Linked DNA regions of Mus musculus: all the other regions are linked to region 1. The links are chromatin contacts, called in public HiCAR-type, HiChIP or PLAC-seq and promoter capture Hi-C maps. All regions are on one chromosome and are shown on one strand. Each heading gives the region's core, a stretch centred on a gene start, on an enhancer-like site or on the middle of the called end of the contact. The rest is flanking DNA. Distances are from core to core; before and after follow the strand shown. Region 1 holds the start of Atg5 (autophagy related 5). Region 2 holds the start of Bves (blood vessel epicardial substance). Region 3 overlaps Popdc3 (popeye domain containing 3). Region 4 holds the start of 9030612E09Rik (RIKEN cDNA 9030612E09 gene). Region 5 holds the start of Lin28b (lin-28 homolog B (C. elegans)).

Region 1 (2,700 bases), core at 117-2,616:
GTTCTTTTCGGAGACAAGAGTCTTGCTCTGTAGTACAGGCTGGCCTCCAACCCAAAGCAACCTTCCTTCCTCAGCTTCTCTAGCACAAGGATTAGAAACGTGGGCAATCACAGTTGGGGTTTGTTTTGTTTTCGGGTTATAGTTTGGTTTTGTGCTGCTCAAGATCCAATGCAGGGCCAAAAAATGCTAGGTTGTTTTTGGGCTTTGGAGGATGTTGTCTGTGTGTTGCAAAGAGTACCATGCCCTCTAGGATTGCAGCAAACTCACTAAATAGCCAAGGCTGGCCTTAAACTCCTGATTTTCCTGCCTTCACCCCACCTCCACTGCTGGAATTAAAGGTACAGGCCACAAAACTGGGCTCAAAGTACAATTAAACTTAGTGTAACATTCTCACCTGCCAAGACAACTACCATAAAGCCAATGTTCTTGTTCTCAAATTTCAATTCAAACAATAATTTTAATGAAGTCAGAATATTTGCATCTGACTCAAATACTCGGTATCAAGGACCCAAGATACTTATCAGGTGAATTCTAGAAGGCTTTAGATAGTCAACTGCTCCTGGGGTTCTGACTAGTGAAGACTTGCTATGCTTTCTCAGTGAAAACAATGCTACATGCTTTGGGAGAAAAACCTACATGCCACCCAGATTCTTAGGTTCCTCAAGTTTATATTCTTTGAGAGCAATTTCAACAAAGTAACTAAATAAACGAAAGTGTTCTACTAACAGAAAAATGCATTTGTTAGTATTAAGTACTAAAATTAAACTGAGACTCAAAGAACTGCATCGAAGAGAAACAGTCTGCGTTTAGATAGAATCAAAAAGCACCGAAACAATTACGATTTAAATAAAATGCAAGTCCTTAACTTGAGCTCCAGACTCGATGCTACATTTCCTACCTTAGTAAGGAACTGACATACTAACTACCCAAAGGGACAGCTAGACTGCCCAAGGGCTCCCGGGCCGGTGTCTCGCCAACCCCACCTCCGCCCAGCGGCACCGCCTCCCCCGCCATCCCTCCGGGTGCGCTCTTTACACGGGCCGCTCGCCCGCAGCCCCTGCCCCTGCCCGGTCCCACTCCCGCCCCACACTTCCACGCCCGGGACACACATGAGCCCTACCCGAGGTGCCGGCTCTGCTCCGGCTTCCCGCAGCGCGAAAGCCGCTCGGTCGGGTTCTGTCTGCCGGGATCACACTGTCCTGCAGAGGCGCAGGAGCAGAAGTCCCAGTGCGCGCGCAGCCGCACAGTGCTGCCGCCCGGGTCAGAAAACAGCCCGACGGGCACTTCCGCCCTCGGAACCAGAGTGAACCGCAGCGCCGGGCGCCCACCGTAGGTCCAGTCACCCTCGGCGCCCGGAGATGACGTCACCAAGACCACGTGGCAAGCGCTCCGCCCTCCGAGCGCGGCCCAACCTGGCAAGACCTGAGTTGCTCCTGAGCGTGCGCAGACACACAGGGAGCGCCTGAACTCGGAACGAGTTTGCCGGTTTTCTTCTTGGATGGACAGAACGCAGTCGTTGGTGTTCCCGGTTGTCAGTGTGACAGTTGTGGAAGAACAGAGAAATAAAGGATCCTGAGACATCGGCTGCCGTGGTAGCAGCATTTTTCTCTTCCTCACAAAACAGTATTGTAAAAACCTTACTTTTAAGGGTGGTTGGGATGGTTTAATTTAGTTGGGTTAGAGTCAGGACAGGGGTATCAAGCTGCAAGTCTGGGACTTAACTAGGTATCTCGTGTTCCTCAGTCTCCCAAGTGCTAGAACTGCAGACGTGAGCCACCACACCCGGCTTTCAAGGTAAACCACATTCATTTGCTCGGTAGAACCTCCCCACTCCTGTAGGACCACAGTAGGCATTAGTGGCTGTATTTAACCCCAGTTGGTAAAAGTACCAAAACCTCCCTCACCTCTAAGAGTACCTTTCCTACTCTTATTGCTTTGAAAATAAAACAAAACGTAAAGAGTACTTGATCTGGGTCTTCACTCACCAAACATTTTAACACCCTCCTCCTCGTCCTCCTCCACCTTCTCTTCCTCCTTCTCTTCTCCCCTCTTACTCTTCTCTTTCCTTCCCCCACCCGGAGAGGATGAGGTGTCCAACTAGATCCTAAGAGATGGTAAATGGAGCCCCGGGAGCTGCAGTTACAGGCAGTTGTGAGGCACCCAGTGCAGGCACTGGAAATGATTTTAGTCTTTTGCGAGATCAGTGAGCACAATTAACTCTTAACTACACTGATCTGTAGGTATTTCTCCAGCCTTTTTTTTTCTTTCCTTTCTTCCTCCTTTTTTGGGTTTGAGACAAGCTCTCGTGCAACGCTGACTGACCTCAAACTCTATGTATAATCATGGATACTCTTTAACCCCCATCCTCCGATCTGACCTTGAATTTACCATCCTTCTGCTTCAATTTCTCTACTGGAATTTCTGCCACGACACTTTGCTCTGTCAGCAGCGGCAGAGCCTGGCTAGAGCCATGAATCTAAATAAAGGCAGTGTTACCTGAAGAAACCCAAGAGGGTCTTGTCAGACTTCTGTTGAGGAGAAGCTGGGTTGGCCTTCATAAGGCTCCACCTAATGTAATTTGGTGCCATTCTCTGGTTATCCTGGGTGTGGACCTTGTACCAGTGTCCACGTCCTGGCCAGTACTTAATAAAACTTGCTCCAAATTTGCCTCAAACTTTGTTGTAGTGATCTTGCTCTTGT
Region 2 (2,869 bases), core at 324-2,823, 1.1 Mb before region 1:
AAAACTCAGTCGAAACTGGGCAGTGGTGGCACACGCCTTTAATCCCAGCACTTAGGAGGCAGAGGCAGATATATTTCTGAGTTTTGAGGCCAGCCTGGTCTACAGAGAGAGTCAGGGCTACACAGAAAACCCCTAAAAACAAAACAAAACAACAACAACAAAAAAACTCAGTCGGGTTGTGATGTTCAAAAGCAGATTTTTGTACTAAATTAATCGACACAAACACCCCCTCATATTTCGCCTATGCTACCTCCTAATCTGCTATAGTTCACTTTTAGGTTTTAGAAGTGGCATTAAAAGCTTACATTTCTGGTCAAAGGAAATTGGCAAGGAAAACTATTATTTTCCTCAAAACCAGAAAATATTAATAGCTATTAAAATGCATTACATGTGTTTATTTCTACAGTGGTGTACGGGTGCATAAGTCAGAGGACAGCTTGCTGGAGACTCTCCCCTTCCACTTCGCGGGTCCTGGGGATACAACCCAGGTTGCCAGGCGTGCTGGCATGTACCTTCACGGCCTGAGCTCTTTCACCGGCCCTAAATGGCCAGGTTTAAATGCAGGCATATTGTAGAACATACTTTGCTACGCTACACTTATTAAAGATACGCAAATGTTATATGCAGCTGTAGATATATAGTTACATATATTGCTGTGAAATGCTTCTTACCTGTCATAAATCAGTTCAATTTTTTTTCGCTATCCAATGACTTAGTCTAACGGCCTGCTTAATCACTTCTTAATAGGTTTAAGTGGCCTACACTGAACTGCCCTTATACGAATAATGAATGATGATCTAATGAAGAAGGTTAGATTACTGGATGAATTTGTAAACTGTCAAAATCAGAACGTCATCTTTCTCATCAGATCCTCCACGTCTAATTCCCCAAATTACTCACTGTAGTAAAAGCGTGCCCATCTACTGGTTTTCAAATAGGCATCTGCAGGTCTACATACCTGACCGAGGAAGCAAGCTAGCACATTAAACCTTGACCAAATTAGAAAAAAAAAAAAAAAAAAAAAAAAAAAAAAAAAAAAAAAAGAAGAAGATGAATAGCGATGAGCAAAAACCTTTTGAGGAGACGCGCAATTCACTGATATTTTCCCGGACTCTCCGCGCACCTCCGGGCGGCTCGGGGCGACGGTTTTGTGGGATCCGTCTGGCAGCCACCCGTTTCTCTAGGACGCGGGCGGGTGGCGAGGACCCGTGGCTCCCACTGCTCCCCCACCCGGGACCCGCTCGCCCTGCTCTCACAGCAGTGTCAGCGTCCACAGCTCCGCGGCCCCCCGCTGTCCCGCCGAGGGACCGGGGCGCGGGCAGGCGAAGGGCGGCTGCAAGGACGACGCGGGACGCGGGCGCATCGCAAGTTGCTCGGCCGCTCCGTGCCCAACTTTCCCGCGCGATCGCGCGCTCTGGCTCCTTACCTTGCGCGTCCCGGGGCCCGGGGGCGGCGGCGCGCGCAAAGTTTGCGACGGCGGCGGCGGCGGCGAGCGGCGGTGGCTGGACGGGCTCGCGGCGGGTCCCCAGGCAGCGCGGCCCCGGCCCGCTCCCCGTTCGCGGAGGCTTTGACTAAAATAGGCATCCCGGCGGCCGGCTGGGGCGCACGGCGCACGCGCCGCCCGAGGTCGCCCCCGCGGGCGGAGCCCCGCTCCCCGCAGACCCGCTGCCTGGCCCACCGCGTGCGCGCGCCCGCTCCCGCGCTTCCTTGTTTGGGCATGAGTGGGGACACGCGCGGACGCGGGTCGCCCCCCGCTGGAAAGGGCAGGGGAGTGAGGACAGACCCCTCGGAGAGTTGCCCGAGGCTCGGAGGGCGCTGTTGCTCCGAGACACCTGATAGCCCAGCCAGATCCCACCTACAAGCTAGCAGGCTGGATTTCAAAGGAGCGAGGTTAAATGCTTACATTTAGGACCAGAAATTGAGAAAAAATAGGATATGGACATATTCTTCAATCAGTATTTATACTGGACATGGTATACCGGACCAGATAAGAAATGCAAGAAAGTTCACAGTAATGAAAAATCGGTGGGATGAAGTTTATAGGACAAATAGAAAGGTTAAATGGACATCCGATAACCACCAAGTGTCCTCTGTGTGACAGAGAACGCAGTCCTGTGGGATCAAAGATCAAAACAGAACCCCCGCTATGTCAGGATGCGTATAGAGTACCCCCGAGGTGCACATTGGTCCAATCTGCCTAGTAGAGAGCACGCCTGCTATTCCAGAGCCAAGTAGTATAGACCAAGTTGCAATCTGTCTGCTCCAGTTGGCTCTGGGGCATTCCCCACAGGCCCCTGTGTTGATGGCTTGGCTTGGTCCCAGCATTATTGAACCTTTAAAATCTTTAAAGAGGAGTTGGCTCAGTAGTAAAGTGCTTACCAGCGAGAAGCCTGAGTTTTCAGTTCCACAACGCAGGATGCAACAGCCTAAAACCTGTTATCCCAGTGTATCCATGGGGACAGGGGAGAGTCCCTGGGAACTTCAGTGGCAGGGCAGGAAAAGTAAGTCTCAAAGAAGGTGGATGGCAGGAGATCACAGTGGCGGTTTTCCTCTTTCCTCCACCTCAAGAGAGCCTGCTCTCAAATCTCTCCCTCCCCCCATCTCACCTTCATGCCCATGCTCTCCCCACGCGCTCTCCTCTTTCCCCCTCTTCCTCTCTTCATGAGTGTATGTCCCAGGGCATGCAGAGGGACCATCAGTCTTGTCTTGTGAGTCTCGCATTAACCTGAAAGTTCCCGGTTAAGCTAGTCTAGCGGACCAGGGAGCCTCAAGGAACCTGCCTGTCACACCCTCACCAGTTTGGGATTACAAACTGAACCTCCACATCCGACTTTTTAACATGGATTTGGGGGATCAAACTTCTGTCTTC
Region 3 (2,700 bases), core at 7-2,506, 1.0 Mb before region 1:
CCGTAATCCCTATAAGGTTTGTGTATGATATTCATCACCTAGAAGTCTGGAACAGTAGGTGAAATTCACCAACAGCTCATCAAGTTGTACATGCATGAGATGAGTCCATTCCATGTGGGTACTGTGCCTCAGCACAGGACTGGCACACTCAGTCAAAAAAAATTTTTTTTTTACTACACTGTGGGGAGTTTAAGAGCATAGTGGGGAATCTGCTGCAAGGACCTCTGTGTGTTAAAGGTTTAATCTTTTCTTTTTGTTACACAATTAATTAATTTACTTAATTTTATTTCATGTGCATTGATGCTTTGCCTGCATGCATGTTTGTGTAAAGGTGTTGGATCCCATGAAATTGCAATTTCAGGCAGTTATGAGCTGCCATGCAGGTGCTGGGAATTGAACCCTGGTCCTCTGGAACCGGAGCCAGTGATCTTGACTGCAGAGCCATCTCTCCAGCCATTAATAGTTTCAATTATATGAAAAACACAGGATTGTTTACCTCCTCAAACTTTTCCAAGTTTAGATTCTATACATATATATTCCCGAAGTCTTTACTCCCACCTCTCACAAGGGGGCAAATGCTAAGATTTACTGAATAAATTTGATAATATAAAATGAAAGACTCCCTGTTATCGAGAAGGATGTCAGAAGAGTCCACCTAAAACACTCAGTGTGCCGATGACAGATCTACCAGGTCAAGCTGCCTCAGCCTCCTTGACGTTCTGTGACTAGTCACAAATGTTGAATCCACAGAACCAAATTCATGCTTTGCTTTTAAGACTTGTGAATTGTATTTGTAAGATGAAAGAGTACGCTGAGATTATTTCTGGATTCAAGTAAACTATAGCATGTCCTCTAAATACCCACACCTATGTCATGTCTCAAAGATTTCCCCGAGTCAATGGGTGCTAAATGCCACCCAGGACTATGCTGCACCAACATAGAATACCAAGAAACACACAGAACCACTACAGAGGTGAGGCACACTGCACGCAGGGTACGAACCTTCCTGAGATGAGCACGGAGAGTCGATCAATGGAGGTTTTCCCCTGCATGGCGTAGCAGTGCTCCTTCTCCAAACTAACCACTTCAGAGCTCAGAGCAATTGTTCTGAAGACGGGCAAAGGGATCCCGAGGGGCTTGAAGAGCGAGCTGTACAACACATGGAAATCTCGGGCGAAGGTTATGCTGTGAACTTGATACGCGATGTGAACGAACTGCATGAAGCAGATGACAAACAGCACAAAATTCCAGGAAAATATGTCAGCGGCACAGATGTCCACCCACGCCCAGACCGCAGAACTGAGGAAACCCAGCCCCAGCAAGCTGAAGACATAAAGGAGCCCAAAGAATCCACTGCCACCCATAAAACCTACTACAAACAAGATACTGGCGAGGTGGTAAATGGCCCCTTCGGCCTCCTGCTTCCAGGTGGTGCAGAGTGGGTGTTCAGTCACCAAGCTTTTCCATAAGCTTGAATTCTTCTCCATGGCTGCACTATCTGCTTCCCTGTCAGTTCGCTTTAGAGGACCCTGAGGCCAGTGACAGAGTCCTTCGCTTTCCCATCACACAGCAGTGCACTCCACAGGCCGGGAGACTCGGGGGCTGGCATGGAGGGGGCTTCAGTGGGTGTGGAGCCGAAAGAGCTATGGGTTCAGCCCCAGTTTCTTTAAGCTCATCTGGACTCCTGATTCAGATGAAGTCCACAAAGGTTTTGCTATTTCCTGTGTGAAAGAAAATAGGGACATAGGATCAAATTAAACAAAAAGAATGGAATGGTACTTTACTTAATGAATCTGCAGCACCAATTATGCAAATTGTCTTCCCGTTGTTAGTAAAATTGGGATGTTTTAAGCGCAAGTATTAATTAAATGTTTAATAAAAGCATATTTACTAGAAATTGGCTAGCTATTGATTTTTCGGCGCATGCAGGTTGGTTTTTATAAACTTGACGAGCTGGAGTCACCTGAGAAGGAATCTCAGCTGAGGAGACACCTCCATCAGACTGTCCTGGGCAAGCTGGTGGGGCATTTTCTAGGTTAATGATTGATGTGAAATGGCCCCGCCCACTGTGGGCGGTGCCAGCCCTAGGCAGGTAGTCCTGAGGTATATGAGAGAGCCAACTCAGGAAGTCACGGGGAGCAAGTCAGCACAAACATTCCTCCATGGCCTCTGCTCCAGTTCTTGCCTCTAGGTTCCGACTTTGAGCTCCTTGCTCGACATCCGTCAATGATGGACTCTAGTCTGTAAGGGGCAATAATCCCTTTCCTCCTCAAGTTGGTTTTCGTCAGTGTTTTATCACAACAACAGACAGAAAACTGAAACACGGGGATAACTAAATCCTTGGGTCAGCCAGTCTACAGCAGTGGCACAGCTTTAAGTCAGAGTCACTCGACACAAGTGACTAAAAACAGAGCCATGGACTTTCTCCACAAATATTAAATCAAGGCGATTTCCAGAGATGCGTATTTTGAACACGCTCTCTTCGTAATTATGATGAATCCATGAACCTTCCAAAAATCCTCCCCTCTTGACAGATACTGTCTGATGCTACGGCAGTTTTGCTTTAAACATATTTGAGGCTCAGAGGAGCCATGAATGAATGTGTCCAAGCTACACAGACATCAAAGCAGAGCAGGACTTCGGTGGCACTGCCCACGTGCTGGATCCAAGGAAGTGGTCTTCCATGAAAGATGGCTTAAA
Region 4 (2,700 bases), core at 31-2,530, 1.1 Mb after region 1:
AAAACAGGCCTCATAGGGTTGTTCAGCCCTGCAGAGTACGCTCCCAGATATCTGTAATTCTATGCTTAAAGAGACAAAACCATGCTAAAATGCAAATTAGGCAAGGCAACACTCAGAATGAACCCCACTTGATAGGCCGAACTGAGATTTTAATGAAAAGCTTACTCATACCCCCACACCGAATTCATTCTATCTCTTAAGGACTTAAAAATGTGTAATTTTAAATTCCACCACTGTCATAATGAACACTCCGTAATAACAAGCCGGGGAACAATGGACACCCCCATATCACATTGTGTCAGGTAATTACAAAGTGGAGCGGCGCGGGAAAGCTGAACTGGGAACGTCTAGGTGTCGTTCCTTTGCAGTGTGTGTAGGAGATTTTCAGAGCTGTGTGTTGTCTCTGGAGCCTCATCAAACGGTTCACGCTGATACCTCAACCCAAAAGACAGGGACAGGCGCAGCCGACCTTGGTCCAGGGCGTGGACAGAGGCGGCCCAAGAGGAAACACGTGAGCGCATGGAGGATGAGCTGGGCTTTGGAACCAGCAGATGCGAGTCTGGTGGAAGAGTGTGGAACCTGATGGAGAGGAGAGGGTCCTGTCGTGCGTGGCGAGGGCGTGGGGCTTCTGGGGGGAGGGATCCTGAGCGCACAACAGTACCCACTAAGCCCAACCCTTCCCATTAAGCACAGGGCACGGTGAGGGTGCAAGCCGGGTCACCGGGTAAAGATGCTACTTTGTAACAGAGCATAAGCTTGCGTTTGGGGCAGAGGGGGAAGGGAGACAGAAAGAGAAAGAAAATCAGGGAGCTGGAGGCTGAGTTGTCCTACTTCGAAGTCCTTCTCAGGAAGGCAAAAGCTTCCTGGCAAACAGTCTGACGGCGCGCTGTGCTGGAGACCCCTCTAAGCGACATTCAGCCTCCACACAGCCTGCCGTAGTCTTCGGAGCAGGACACTGGTGCCTGAGCGGTGGGTCCGGTCTGTGTTTCCCTCCGCTCCCGGGCGCTGCAACCCCGGAGCCGAGTTCTCGCTCTGCCTTCAGGTCCCTGCGCCCTTTCAGCGCTCCACCTCCACCCTTCACCCCGCTATGTTTTGCCTCAGCGGCCTCTAGGTCATCCTCAGAAGCCAACTCTGAGCCCACCGGAGCCCACGTCACGGAGCTCGGGAGCAGGAGGGGTCGTCGCGGGGAGGTGGCGGCTCCGAGTAGGGCCGGTGCCCGCCGCCCAGGAGCAGGCGGCCGCCAGCAGCCCCCGGAGCCGCGCAGCATCCGCGTCTACAACGACCGGGAAGCCACGCCCGCTCGCGAGCGGGGGGCTGGCCTTGTCCCCCCCACCCCCAGCCTCCCCTCCCTCGGACCCCTCCCCGCTCAGTCCCTCCCTCCGCCCGCGGCTCGGCTCGCGGGAGGCGCTGGGCGCCGGGGCTGGCGCGCTCTCCCGGGCGCACACACAGATCCACGCACGCACGCCCAGAGCAGCTGTCTCCGCCGTGGCCGGCGCTCCTCTCGCCCATGCGGACAGACAGAGCTCAGGAAGATGGCTGACGACTCCTTCGGGCCCCGAGGATGCAGCCCGGCGGCGGCGGGAGCGGGAGCGGCGGCGGCGGCACCGGCAGCGGCGGCAGCAGGAGCGGCGGCGGCGACGGTAGGAGCGGCGGCGGCGGCATCCCCGAGACTCCCCGGGCTACCCTTCCCCGTGACGGCCACTGACGGTCTCCGCCGCTAGAAGAGACCCCGCTCCTCCCTCGCCTGTTCCACCCCCACCCCCAGCCCCGGACCCGCTAGCACCGCTACCTCCGCCAGCGTTGCCACCATCAGCACCACCTCCACCTCCGCCACCGCCACCGCCACCACCACCACCGCCGGCGGCGGCAGCAGCCATTTCATCTCCACAGAAACCAGACACAAAAACATGGCAGAAATGGAGAAAGAAGGGAGACCTCCGGAAAATAAAAGAAGCCGGAAACCCGCTCACCCTGTGAAGAGGGAGATCAACGAGGAGATGAAGGTATTTTCGGACTCGGAGGCCGGGGAGACCGAGCTCTTTATTCCGTCCGCTCCCTTCGGGCTGTTGTGTAGGCTGCGGGGGGGGGGGGGGGGGACAGGGGCGCGCTTGTCAGTTTCTGCTGGGTCCCTGGGACGCCTCAGCTCCCCCTCCAGGTGCAAAACCGAGGCCAACTCATGGGCTGCATCTCCGAAGTCTGCCAACCTCAGATTTGATGGGGGCGAGGGGGGGGGGATACTATTTAACCTCACAAACCCTAGACTGGTACAGATGTTGCCGGGCGAGGGCACTGAACCCCAGTGGCGAGTGAGCATGGTGCAGTGGCTTTCCTGATGGTCGGTGTAGTATTTCTCCCTTTTTCGGAAATGAATCTCCGGACCCCTCCAAAGTTAAGAGCTGCCGGACCGGGGCACCCGGGATACCTGGATTCCACCCCTCTTCCCGGTCCATCCCCAGGCTCGGTGATCCCGCTTTGCTCCAACTCGCCGGCTGCGGCGGTGTAGCTGTCAGTGGCGGAGGCTTGGGCCGGAGCGGCGCGGGTCAGGGACGCTGCAGCCAGCGGGCTCGCCTCGCCGTCCCCGGCCGCTCCTCTCTGCTTCTGCCCCGGGTCTCCCGCTCGCCTCTGCACGCCTCACTTTCCAGTTAGCAGACCCGGCAAGCCCGGCTGAAAGCCAGCTGTCTGAGGGGCGGCCTCCGCTGC
Region 5 (2,700 bases), core at 108-2,607, 1.2 Mb before region 1:
GGGGTGAGGGGTGTTCGGGCATGGTGGGGGAGGGTCAGCTGGTAGCTTTGAAGAAGGGAAGTGGTATCTACAGTTTTTCTGTAAACTGCTTGTTTAAGAAAATGGGGGGATGGGGTAGTGAAAGACTGGTGGAAGCCTTATAATGTTTCAAAACAGGTAATTTATTTTAAAGAAACAAAGCACTTCTAGTTAATATACATTGGTTTTTTTTTTTTAAACATTCGATAAGGTGGTTAGTACGGTTACAAACACAACAAAAACAATTTGAAAAGCAAAAAGTGTTGATGCAGAGGGCCAACAGGAAGGGACAGGAGGAGCCCATTGCGTTATTACAGTCTCATGCATTTGACCGACCTGCTTGCTGGCAGTAGACCTCTAAGATGTCAGGGTCCACTTAATATTAGGCGGATTTACCTTTCCCCTATGCGCCCTCCCCCACCCCCCACCCCAGCAGCGGAGGCTTTTTTCTTTACAGTCGCCTCTCCTGCATCCCTCTTTACCTCCTTGCGCTGCCCCCCCTGCCCCCCCCCCCTGCGCTGAGTCTCCTGCTCTTGGGGAACAATCACCGCTGATTGAGGTTCACTCTACGTTAGGCTGGAAAACTGGGCTGTAATTTAGGAAGTCATTAATCACATCTCCTCCCCCGGAAAGAGATGTCGGAGAAACCTGTGAAGTATAATTTCTTCATACTTCTCAAAAATGTTCAGATATGAGCAACACTATTTGATAGGAAATTAGTAGTGATTTTTTTCAGTAGGATTTTATTTCAAATTGAAAAAAAAATCAGGTTGAAATTAGTTGTGCTTTTGCCTTTTGGTAGGTTTATGTTACCAATATCTGAAGTTAATTGTTATATAATTAAATTTAAGTTTGGACTTAAGAATTGCGTATTTTCCTCTACAAATTAAATATTAATGTCCCTAAGGTGGTTTGGTGCTGTGAAATAGCAGAATCCCTATGGGGTGTATATATGTGGGGAATAATAACATCAGTTGCTTTATTTAAATGGCTCCCCTATGAGATTAGAGAAGCTTGTGTGTAGAGCAGGCGTGTGCACATACACTGCCTTTTTAAACCAGCGATTCACAAGGGCCCTTCGTTTAAATAATACAAAATCAGCATTCTGATTAATCATAAAGAAGCGTCCCAGATTGTCTTTAAGATAACATGTTTGAGTTTTTCGTGCTCATTCATAAATTATTTTGATGTCAGCACAGATGAAATGGCGATTGGTTATCTCTTCCTCTTGCCAGCCCCTTAAGGATCCGAGGTGAATTAGTAGCAAGAAAGCATGTAATTGACAGAGTCACGTGTGCTCAGGGGCCAGAAACCGGAGAGAGAAGAGAAAAAAATCAAAAGAAGGAAAGCACATTAGACCATGCGAACTAAATTTGTGATCGCACAAAATCAAGATGTTAGACTGATGCTGAAGATCACTCCGGTCCAAAGGGAAAGTTTTCATCTCTGGAGTTTGAAGCTGAGGGCCGGTGGGGCAACATGGCCGAAGGTTAATTTTCTTTTCTATTGTTTTACTGTGATTCCTCTCTTCTTTTCTCCCCTGCTTCTCCCCACCACGTAGTTTTTCACCCCTTCTCTCCTTTCCCCCATTACCCTAATACTGGGCATTATCTCCCCACCCCCTTAGAGTGCCGTGGGGCTTTGGCAAAACCTATTGTTACAGATCTCCAAAATGTTTTGTACCGCCCACACTGATTCACAACTTGGAAAGCTTTCAGAGGGCTATTGTTTGAATTGTGTGTGTGTGTGCATGTGTGTGTGTGTGATTACGTGTAGTTTCAGTTAGTGAGTTCAAGAAAACTTTTATACACCTGCCCCCTCCCCCATTCTACCCTAACTTTAATTGAAAGTTAGGGGGAGGGGAACGCACATTGCAAATACCCCGGGATTCCCGTCTGCCTCATGTGCATTAACCAGTAGCCAGCCATCCTTAGGATTTCTCTTTTTTTCTTTCTCCTTGCTAGGAAAAGCAATCTCGCTGAAAAATTACTCTTTGTAAATTGGAATAGTATTAGATCAGCAGCCTGTGAGTGAAGTGTCAGAAGCTGTAACCGTAGAATGTTGCCGAGAAAGGAGCCAGATGAAAAAGTCTGCGGCTGTACGGAAACGTGGAAGCTGCTGTGAGCAGTGCAGCAATGTGGCTTCCCCTCCCTGGCTTTGCTTTTAACCCTTTTTGTTTCAATTTTTTTTTTAAGAAGGAAAATGTTTGCCAACCTTTTGTTTTTAATCTTCATGTCTTCTTTTCCCAAGCAAAACTTTTTGTTTAGATGAGCACTGTATAGAAATGCAGGCTAACTGACTTTTGTCCTCTTCCGTGTCAGGCGGGGCAAGCAAAGGTGAAGAGCCAGAAAAACTGCCCGGGCTGGCAGAGGACGAACCCCAGGTTCTGCATGGCACTGGCCACTGTAAATGGTTCAACGTGCGCATGGGATTCGGATTCATCTCCATGATAAGTCGAGAGGGAAATCCCTTGGATATTCCAGTGGATGTATTTGTACACCAAGTAAGCCAGACTTTTTAATCCCTTTTTTACCGGATTCCATGCTTGGGAGTTGGTGTGTAGTTATGTTAATATATATAGAAAAATGTGCTTTTAAGTGTATTGTAATACGGAAATATTCGATAAAAATCAGGTGATTGTCCAGTTTTCAGATGTGTCCCTGCTGGGGTATATTTTTATAA

The links. Promoter capture Hi-C pulls out the DNA fragments that hold promoters and counts their contacts. HiCAR-type assays count read pairs that join an accessible place to other places. HiChIP or PLAC-seq counts read pairs in DNA pulled down with a chosen protein or histone mark.
Region 2: a HiCAR-type map of astrocytes shows a contact between it and region 1, with 4 times the contacts expected there. The contact joins the promoter of Bves here to the promoter of Atg5 in region 1. A contact is called at or near these places in 10 of 39 promoter capture datasets (the 3T3-L1 cell line, the C10 cell line, embryonic stem cells and 5 more), 1 of 484 Hi-C or Micro-C datasets (embryonic stem cells), 11 of 115 datasets of contacts at active chromatin or transcription factors (astrocytes, embryonic forebrain, embryonic stem cells and 3 more) and 2 of 9 other capture datasets (embryonic stem cells and liver).
Region 3: a promoter capture Hi-C map of hippocampal neurons shows a contact between it and region 1, with 2.8 times the contacts expected there. The contact joins the enhancer-like site here to the promoter of Atg5 in region 1. A contact is called at or near these places in 4 of 39 promoter capture datasets (the C10 cell line, hippocampal neurons, pre-B cells and 1 more) and 4 of 115 datasets of contacts at active chromatin or transcription factors (astrocytes, embryonic forebrain and embryonic stem cells).
Region 4: a promoter capture Hi-C map of hippocampal neurons shows a contact between it and region 1, with 2.9 times the contacts expected there. The contact joins the promoter of 9030612E09Rik here to the promoter of Atg5 in region 1. A contact is called at or near these places in 2 of 39 promoter capture datasets (hippocampal neurons and liver).
Region 5: an H3K27ac HiChIP or PLAC-seq map of epiblast stem cells shows a contact between it and region 1, with 5 times the contacts expected there. The contact joins the promoter of Lin28b here to the promoter of Atg5 in region 1. A contact is called at or near these places in 4 of 39 promoter capture datasets (embryonic stem cells, hippocampal neurons and pre-B cells), 2 of 484 Hi-C or Micro-C datasets (both in embryonic stem cells), 3 of 115 datasets of contacts at active chromatin or transcription factors (astrocytes, epiblast stem cells and thymic regulatory T cells) and 1 of 9 other capture datasets (embryonic stem cells).

The regions. Positions count from the first base shown.
Region 1 is chr10:44,267,005-44,269,704 of GRCm38.p6, reverse strand. Atg5 (autophagy related 5) reads right to left here and starts at 1,366. Exons shown (of 8, transcript NM_053069.6): 1 at 1,121-1,366. Gm40637 (a long non-coding RNA gene) reads left to right here and starts at 1,503. Exons shown (of 2, transcript XR_871625.2): 1 at 1,503-1,592; 2 at 1,744-1,963.
Region 2 is chr10:45,334,439-45,337,307 of GRCm38.p6, reverse strand. It overlaps Bves (blood vessel epicardial substance), which reads right to left and starts at 1,573. Exons shown (of 8, transcript NM_024285.3): 1 at 1,427-1,573.
Region 3 is chr10:45,313,582-45,316,281 of GRCm38.p6, reverse strand. It overlaps Popdc3 (popeye domain containing 3), which reads right to left. Exons shown (of 4, transcript NM_024286.1): 2 at 1,003-1,721. The coding sequence starts at 1,487. Among named protein-coding and RNA genes, the nearest start is that of Bves, 21 kb to the left of the region's middle. Within about 2 kb of position 1,256, at least 8 of the 459 cell types and tissues checked have an H3K27ac peak or open chromatin away from gene starts, as enhancers often do. A contact at or near this core is called in hippocampal neurons, where this site is marked.
Region 4 is chr10:43,173,279-43,175,978 of GRCm38.p6, reverse strand. 9030612E09Rik (RIKEN cDNA 9030612E09 gene) reads right to left here and starts at 1,280. Exons shown (of 1, transcript NR_102361.1): 1 at 1-1,280. Sobp (sine oculis binding protein) reads left to right here and starts at 1,449. Exons shown (of 7, transcript NM_175407.3): 1 at 1,449-2,003. The coding sequence starts at 1,908.
Region 5 is chr10:45,468,858-45,471,557 of GRCm38.p6, reverse strand. It overlaps Lin28b (lin-28 homolog B (C. elegans)), which reads left to right and starts at 1,357. Exons shown (of 5, transcript NM_001031772.2): 1 at 1,357-1,507; 2 at 2,340-2,521. The coding sequence starts at 1,498.